2 separate regions of the Callithrix jacchus genome follow, and region 1 is linked to region 2. A link is a contact called in public Hi-C data. All regions are on one chromosome and are shown on one strand. The core of a region is the stretch at or near the end of the contact, and the rest is flanking DNA. Distances in the headings are between cores, read along the strand shown.

What was found. Hi-C and Micro-C count contacts between places; a contact is called where the count stands out from the background.
Region 1: a contact with region 2 is called in a Hi-C map of skeletal muscle, with 4 times the contacts expected there. The contact joins the promoter of SSBP2 here to the promoter of ATG10 in region 2. A contact is called at or near these places in 2 of 3 Hi-C or Micro-C datasets (both in skeletal muscle).

What each region holds. Positions count from the first base shown.
Region 1 is chr2:129,210,810-129,214,432 of calJac240_pri, reverse strand. It overlaps SSBP2 (single stranded DNA binding protein 2), which reads right to left and starts at 2,040. Exons shown (of 15, transcript XM_078365266.1): 1 at 1,911-2,040.
Region 2 is chr2:128,981,749-128,985,509 of calJac240_pri, reverse strand. ATG10 (autophagy related 10) reads left to right here and starts at 1,718. Exons shown (of 7, transcript XM_078365889.1): 1 at 1,718-1,771.

The sequences.
Region 1 (3,623 bases), core at 791-3,290, 230 kb before region 2:
CTGTAATCATTAAAACATCCTCCTTCACGTGTTTTTATCAGACACATTATAACAAAATGATTAATGCACACGAATGAGACTGCATTTCAAAACTTCAATTCTAGTAACTGCCGTTTCTTAACCAGGCTATAACGCTACGTCTTTTACATATTCCTTGTCACAGCAACAAGATCCTGAATGCAGCTCAGAAAATACCTCTTGGAAAAAAACAAACCAGCCTCTCTCCTAATTTTTTTTGTTTGTTTGTTTTGTTTTGCTTTGCTACATCAAGGCCTGATACCTCTAAATCCTATGGGAATTGAGTGTGTTGCTGCCAACACAAAGATTAGGAAATGTTCCCATCTCTAGGGCACACGAAACTTTCAGGGGGAGACTAACTGCCTAAAGCAAGGAGGAAAACTCAGTCGCCTGCGCATTCGGTTTTTATTTATGCAGCTATTTCTGTGCGCAAGGTAACCAAAGTACCTTTGAGAGATGCTCTCAGACTTTTCGCCTGGTCTGAACCCCCTCAGAAAGATGGGGTGCGTTCAATGACAAGGATAGCCCTGACCCTCAGAGTTTAAGTGGTTACTGGGAATCACTGTCTAATCTGCTGCATAGTTAAAAAAAAAAAAAAAAATGGGAGGGGGGATTCTTCCTCAGTGGTCACAGTCACTATCCGTTCTCATTTTTAGTAACAACCAAATCACCGTTACAAATACACAAGAATAGCAGCAAACCGCTCTGCTTTGCAGTGTGCCGTGACAGTGGCAACCCGGGCAGGGAGGGGCTCTGTTCTCGCCAGCTGCCTCCTGGGCTCCCACCGAAGTTAACACCTGTATCTCCCCACAACTGCAACCAAGCGGTTCCTTCCCACCTGAACGCGTCTCCCCTCCCACAAACCCCTTTTCGGACCATCGCCCCTCCCCGCCGCAGCTGCCCTCCTCGGCGCCCCCGGAGGCTCCCACACCTCCCCTCCGCGCGCCCCCCACCACCGCCCCGCCAAGCCCGCCCCTCCCGCCGCTCTGGGGCTGCCAGCCTCACAAAAAGTTCGCCCGCCGCCGCCGCGGAGTTGGGTCCGCTGCGAGAGGCAGAAACGCCGGCCTCCTCCAACAGACCCCGCTCCTCGCCAGCACAGTTTGGCTCCCCTGGAACTCCCTCCCTCTCCGACTCCCAAACTTCAGCGGCGTCTCCGGCGCCCACCCGCCTCCACCCCAGCTCCGCGCCGCGCAGGGGACTGCGGGCGCCGAGTCCGTCGCTAGCCCAGGAAAGCCGGGACGCCCACCCGGCCCACACCCGCACACGCCCTCCGCGCCCCGCGCGCGTCTCCGCGCCCCGCGGGGCCCCGCTCGGCCGCTCCACGCCCGGCTTCCGCCCGCCGCGCTCCCGGCACCGCCGCCCTCGCCTCTCACTGCGCTCGCCGCCCCAAGCCCCAGCGCCCAGGCCCCCGTCGCCGCGCTCCCCGCGCCGCCCGCCCGACCCCGGCCCCGACCCGGTCGGCCCGCCAAACACCGACATTCCCACCGCGCGCCTTCCTCCACGCAGCTGCCCCTGCTGCCACCCCCGGCGGCTCCCCGGGTCCCCGGGGCCCCAGACCCCAGCTCGAAAGTTACTTTGGAAGGTGAACCCGCGGGTTATCTCCCTCAATCACCCAAACAAGTTTCCATCCACACCGCCAGCACCACCGCCGCCCCTCAACACACCCGCTCCCTCCTGCGGACAGCCCCCTGCGGCCGCCCGCCCCGCGCCCGCACCTCCGGGAAAAGCGCCGCTCCCCGCACCACACGCCCCCACCACGGCACCCCTCCCCCTGCCAGCCCACCCCCGGCGTTCCCGGACGGAGAGTGTCTGTGTCTCCCAGAGTGTGCGAGTGCGTGCGTGAGTGTGCGCGCGTGTGAAGGCGGAGGTGGGTGAGAAGCGGAGACACTTACTTCTCCCGGGCCTGGCTGTCGGACGGGACGGCGCTGCTGTTACTCTTGCCTTTGCCGTACATGCTTGTGCCGAGAGCAGCTCCCACTGTCACGCACCTGTCAACCCATCACAGCCTCCCCGGGAACAGCCCCGTCCCCATGGCGACCCACGCAGCCACCCCCACTATTGGCCGCCCCACGCCAAAGCTCCGCCCCCTTCGCCAAGGCAACGTGCGAGACTGACAGGCCTTCCCCTCCCTCCGGCCTGCCGAAGCGCGCGGTGGCGGCTACAGCCTCAGCAGCAGTCTCCTCCCTCCTTCCCTCCCTCCCCGGTTCCCTCCCTCCCTCCTTCCCTCTCCGCTCTCCTCCCTCCACCCGCTCTCCTTCCCCCCCTCCCCCTCCGAACCCGGGCGCAAGGGGGGAATTAGAAACTGCTCTAGAAGGATTTTAAACAACTGGCTGTTCTCTCCACCGCCACCCCTCCCCCCGCGCCGCCCGCGCTCGGCTCCTCACTGGAGAGAAGGCGCCGGGAGGAGGAGAAACTGCGGCCTGGAGTCTCTGGCCGGGCCGGCGGAGCTGGAGCCGTGGCGGCCCCAGACTTCGGGGCGCCCGCCGAGTCCACAGACAGAGCAACGGCCCCAGCCATCCTGGGGCCCCCACCAGCCCCTCTTTCGCCCCTCTCCTGTACGTGACCTCGCGCCGGTACCCAGGATTGATTTCTGCCATCCTCAGCCCTGCTCCCTGGGGTGTCGCCCCCGCCCAGTTCCCGGAGGGCCGGCTAACGAGGGACACTGGGGCTCTTCCCTCGACCTTCGGGCTGAGCGACCGAGAGCGACTCGCCTTCCCTCCTGGGGGAGACACTGCACCTCGGCGCTGCTGCGGTGGCGGCACCCGGGCCGCGCCCTGCTCCCCAGGGGAGTGCCCGGGCTGGGGTCGGCCTCCTCTGTGAGTGGTGAGCGGACCTCCCAAAGAGGCCCGGTGACTCCTGCGGCCGCAGCGGCTAGTACCCCAAACCCTCCTCGCACGGAGCCACGCGGCGCCATGGACACCCCGCCGGATCTGCTGCAGAAGAGGGCCCCAGGTTTCCCCACCCGGCCTGGTTTAACAGTTTGGGTCGGTGATGCCTATTCATCCTGACCCCTGGAGTGAAAAAGGCCAGAGAAGGTCTTGAAAGACTTCCCTGTCCTTGCCGGTTAGAATAGGCCCCAGCTCGCTCCAAGGTGTACAAAGCTGTGCCAGGGCTGAAAGGTTGCCCGAGAATGTTTCTGTATCCAAATCCCTAATCCCATTTCAGTAAACGCGCAAAAGTTTCTGAAACACACACAACCTGGTTCCCAGTAGAGCTCTGCATCCTTTATTTTGTTGAGATCCTTGGCTGTAAAATCAGACGGGTAATAATGGGGTTAGAAAGTAGATGGGCTTCAAACTGGGAAGAAGGGTACGGACCGGAGTGGGACAGGGCGACATATGGAAAGGATGAATAGACAAGAAGTAGCTGTGGGAGGACAGGGAAATAGGATTCGCGTCGACTAAAGTACCGTTCTATTCCACACACATATATCTTTCAGCATTTAGTAGCAGGATCATAAAAATGCATATGGAGATACAGAGGTAGATGGAAAGGAAAGAAATGGGTGTGAGCATTGACAGAACTGATAGGAATAAAAAATCAACACAAGGTTAAGGAAGGACAGTTAGCAAAAATGAGAGGTCGAGAATCAAAAGCGGGGTTGG
Region 2 (3,761 bases), core at 469-2,968:
GAAGTACATGGAGGTTACCTGAGTTATTTCTTTTAGTTTCTTTGTTTTTGGCATGTGAATTATTAACTCTAAAACACCTCCAGTGCAAAAAATATTTTAAAAAATTAACATGGTAGTTGGTGCATTGTTTCTAAAATATTGAATACAATGTAAAGCAATGGATCCATTTTTTAAAAAGTATTCTTATTTTTAAAACATTTTGTAAAGATGAGGTCCCACTGTGTTGCTGAGGTTGGTGTCGAACTCCTGGACTCAAGTGATCCTCCTACTTCGGCCTCCCAAAGCACTGGGATTACAGGCATGAGCCACTGTGCCCAGCTACATTCTTGTTTTCATTTGTGAAATATGTTTTTAAGGTAAATACTTAAAGTTGATGGAGACACCTACTTAAACTCTCAATTTACAGCACACTGCCTTGTGTTTTTAAAAAAATTAAATGGATAATCTAAATTGGCAGCTACCAATTAATTTATATCCATAGTTGCTAAAAAATGCTAGTGTAAATTCATTTTTGTTAGTTGCACCATTTTGAGTTTTAAAGTATTTTACTTGCAGTAAAATTTATACCTCATAGGTTTTGACAAACAGTGGTTTAGTCACGAGCAGTCACAGTATAGAAGCTCTCAAGCTCCTTTTTAAGTCAACCCTATCCTCCAGACCTTCACCCTGGTCGCCACCCATCAGTATTCTCTCTTTTAAAAATACTTATTATTTGGAAATCATTTTAGACACAGGAAATTGCAAAAATACTACAACACCTGGAGTCCCATGTACCTATCACCTAGTTTCCTCGAATGGTGACATCTTACACAACTGTAGTACAAGATCAAAACCACACCATGTAGTTTGAAGGCAGGTTTTCCTTTCACTTCTTCGCCTGCATTTTTTCCTTTCATTTCCAACAAATTTAACTCTGTTGTTAAAAGGAGCAGATGCTAGTTTTCTTTCAGATGTCTGCTATTTCAGTTCGATCACCCCTGTTACTCCTACATTTTTTTTTCTAGTCTTTATCCCCATCGTTTCGCCCCAATTTAATTTTGCTGCTAGAATTTTTTTTCTCCTCTGAGATATGTGCCACAGATGGTACTATTGTCAATTTTCGAATTCCTAACTTCTCCCTCCATCCGTAAGTTTTCAAGGGGTAGCCATGCTCGTGCTTAACTGTTGTGTTTACAAGACTTTTTGTGGTGTGTGCATGCTGGTATGGCTCTCCAACCTCTTAGGGGGATGCTAGTAACCCGTTTTCCCCTAAACGAGCCGCCTTTGTACTCCGCGGAGGGCACCCCCGGTGCCTTCGGTTGGAGATGGGGGTGGGGGGGGTGACAGCTACCGGCGAAGCGAGGGGCGGGGCCTTGGCAGCGGTGGACCCGGGCGACGGGGAGGTCTCGCTTCCCATCTCTCCACCCTCTCCCAGTACTGGCCTTGGTCCCAGCCCCGCCTCTGCCCGGAGCCCGCGGCGGATCACGTCACCGGCCTGCACTAGGCGGCCCCCACGGCGCGCGGGAAGGCGAGGTGCGCATGCTCCGTTTCGGCCGCCTGAGGCGCTGACAGAAGCAGGCCGCGTAGCTTCTGGTTGGCCTGAAGGTGCGCAGGCTATGCTCATCCACCGCCCTCGAGGTCCCTACAACCCCATCATTCAGCTCCCTAGGGCCGCCGGCGCGGTGGTGGCCTCGCAAGGCGCTGAGTCCCTCTCCCCGGCTCTCCTCCCCTTGGCTCCGTTGCCCCGCCCTCGCCGGGCTGGGCTGCAGGGTCAGGGGCCGAGCCGAGCCGGGTGAGTATTCCCACAGCTCTTGTCGGTCGCCTTTTTCCGGCTCTGCTCCCACACGGTTCTCGCCCTACTCCTAGTACAGGGAGGAAAGGCGCGCGCGGGTAGGCGGGAAACAGCCCAGCCCTGAACAAAAGGCTGGGGAAGTGGCCCCTCTGGGTGAACTGCAGGCCTGTGCTAGCCGCACCGCTCGGGGCTTGGGGCGAGCGGGGAAGGGCGAAGACACTCTTTCCCTGGGGATCCGCCCCTTGTCGCGCACCTGGTGTCACTAGCGCTCCATGGCTACTACCCAAAGGCTGCGGCACCCTCGAAGTGGGTAGTTACTATCTTGTGTTTAAAATCCACATACTGATAGCAGATAGCAAGTCTTTGAGCATGTGATGTTGAAACAAAGAGTATTAAATTTCCGGGGCTTCTAGTGGCTGAGTGCAACTTAATTTGAAGTTTCAGATTCATTAAGTGTTAGGAGAAATAACCTGATATTTAGAGCCAACAGGTTTTTCTTTTTTTAAAAAACCTCCCAAATGACCTATAAAATCATGAATTGGCGGGGAGGGCGGGAGAATGTTAAAGGAATAGTTGACTGCTTTATAGAAACTTTTAGTGGCGATAAAATTACAGTGGTATTGGAAATAAGGCAAAAGGATGACAACATGTCTTTTCAGAGTCAAAATGAAGCCTGTTTAACAGGCCCATCTGAAGATGATTTAGATTTCTAGGGGACTGACTATATTTGTTTGGCATGATGATACTGATTAGGGCCTAGGTTTTGTAGTTAACATCTTTGATTACTAGAGATGCAAGTTATTTCTGAGTGGGAGAGAAAGAAGTACACTACTCCTAAAGGTTGTAGTTTTATTGCCTTGTAGGCTTTTAGGCTATTAACCATTTTTCTATCAAACCTATTAAACTTATACCATCATTTTTTCTTTGGTGTTTGTACTCAGTTTCTCAAATGCTTCTGGGTGCACTAAGCCATTCAGCTTGTTCCATTTTGAGTTTAGTAAGTCTTTGTCGCAGGTTCACTTTGAGTCATATTTATAACTTTTGTTATTGGACGATGGTCTCTATTCTTTAGTGGCAAAAACAAGTTTATGCTTCTCAGGATGGGAGAACATAGACCCTGTGTGTACTCAAATACATCATAGGATCCCATGTAGAATCCTTTCTCACTGCTTCCGAAGAGTTGAATATTGACCGGGGGAAATGTTGCAGAACCTTGACCAAAAAAAAAAAAAAATAATAATAAATCCTGAGTATTGAGAAATTACAGTCTTGAAAATTGCAGTTTAAAAGTTGTTATTGATATTTTTAATTGAAGAAATTAGTTGAAATAGTAGTTCTAAACTGCATACATTTGAATGTGAGTGTCAAAAGATTATATTCTCTGTGCCCTTCTTTTCCCTTGCCACCTCCTGTTTTATTTAGGATAAGGTTAACTGAGATTTTGCTACATGGTGGGCCATTCAAGTTAGGTATAATGTGTTGGGCCAAACTATGTTGACAGTAGTTCCTGTTGCCTAATCCATTTCTGAGAAAGGTAAAGCAGTCCTTTAGGAAAAATAAGTAGGGTAAAGGTTTCAGATTTCTTAAGATGGGCTTGATTTGGTTATTATCTTTAAAGCCTAGAGATGTGTTTGGGACTCAGGAGGTTGTATCTGAATCATACATATAATCAGGGAACCTTAAAAAAAAAGCCATAGAAATCATTTGGAAAAAAGCCATAGAAATCATTTGGTGATTATCTATTGATAACAAATGTTTTCAGGGGACAATTGGCCTGAGTATAATAAAGCAATTAGAAAGTTGGGGAATGGAGTATAGGACAATAAGCTGTACCTGAAGGAATCCTGATTAGGGAATGGTTGCTGAAAACTGCAGAGACAAGCCTTCTCTTATGGGCTTGCCTGATCACATAGGTTTATAAAATCCCGGGAGGGTGCTTAATAATAAGAGTTTAGCTTGAAAGCTAGGGTTATTTCATATCACTGTCATG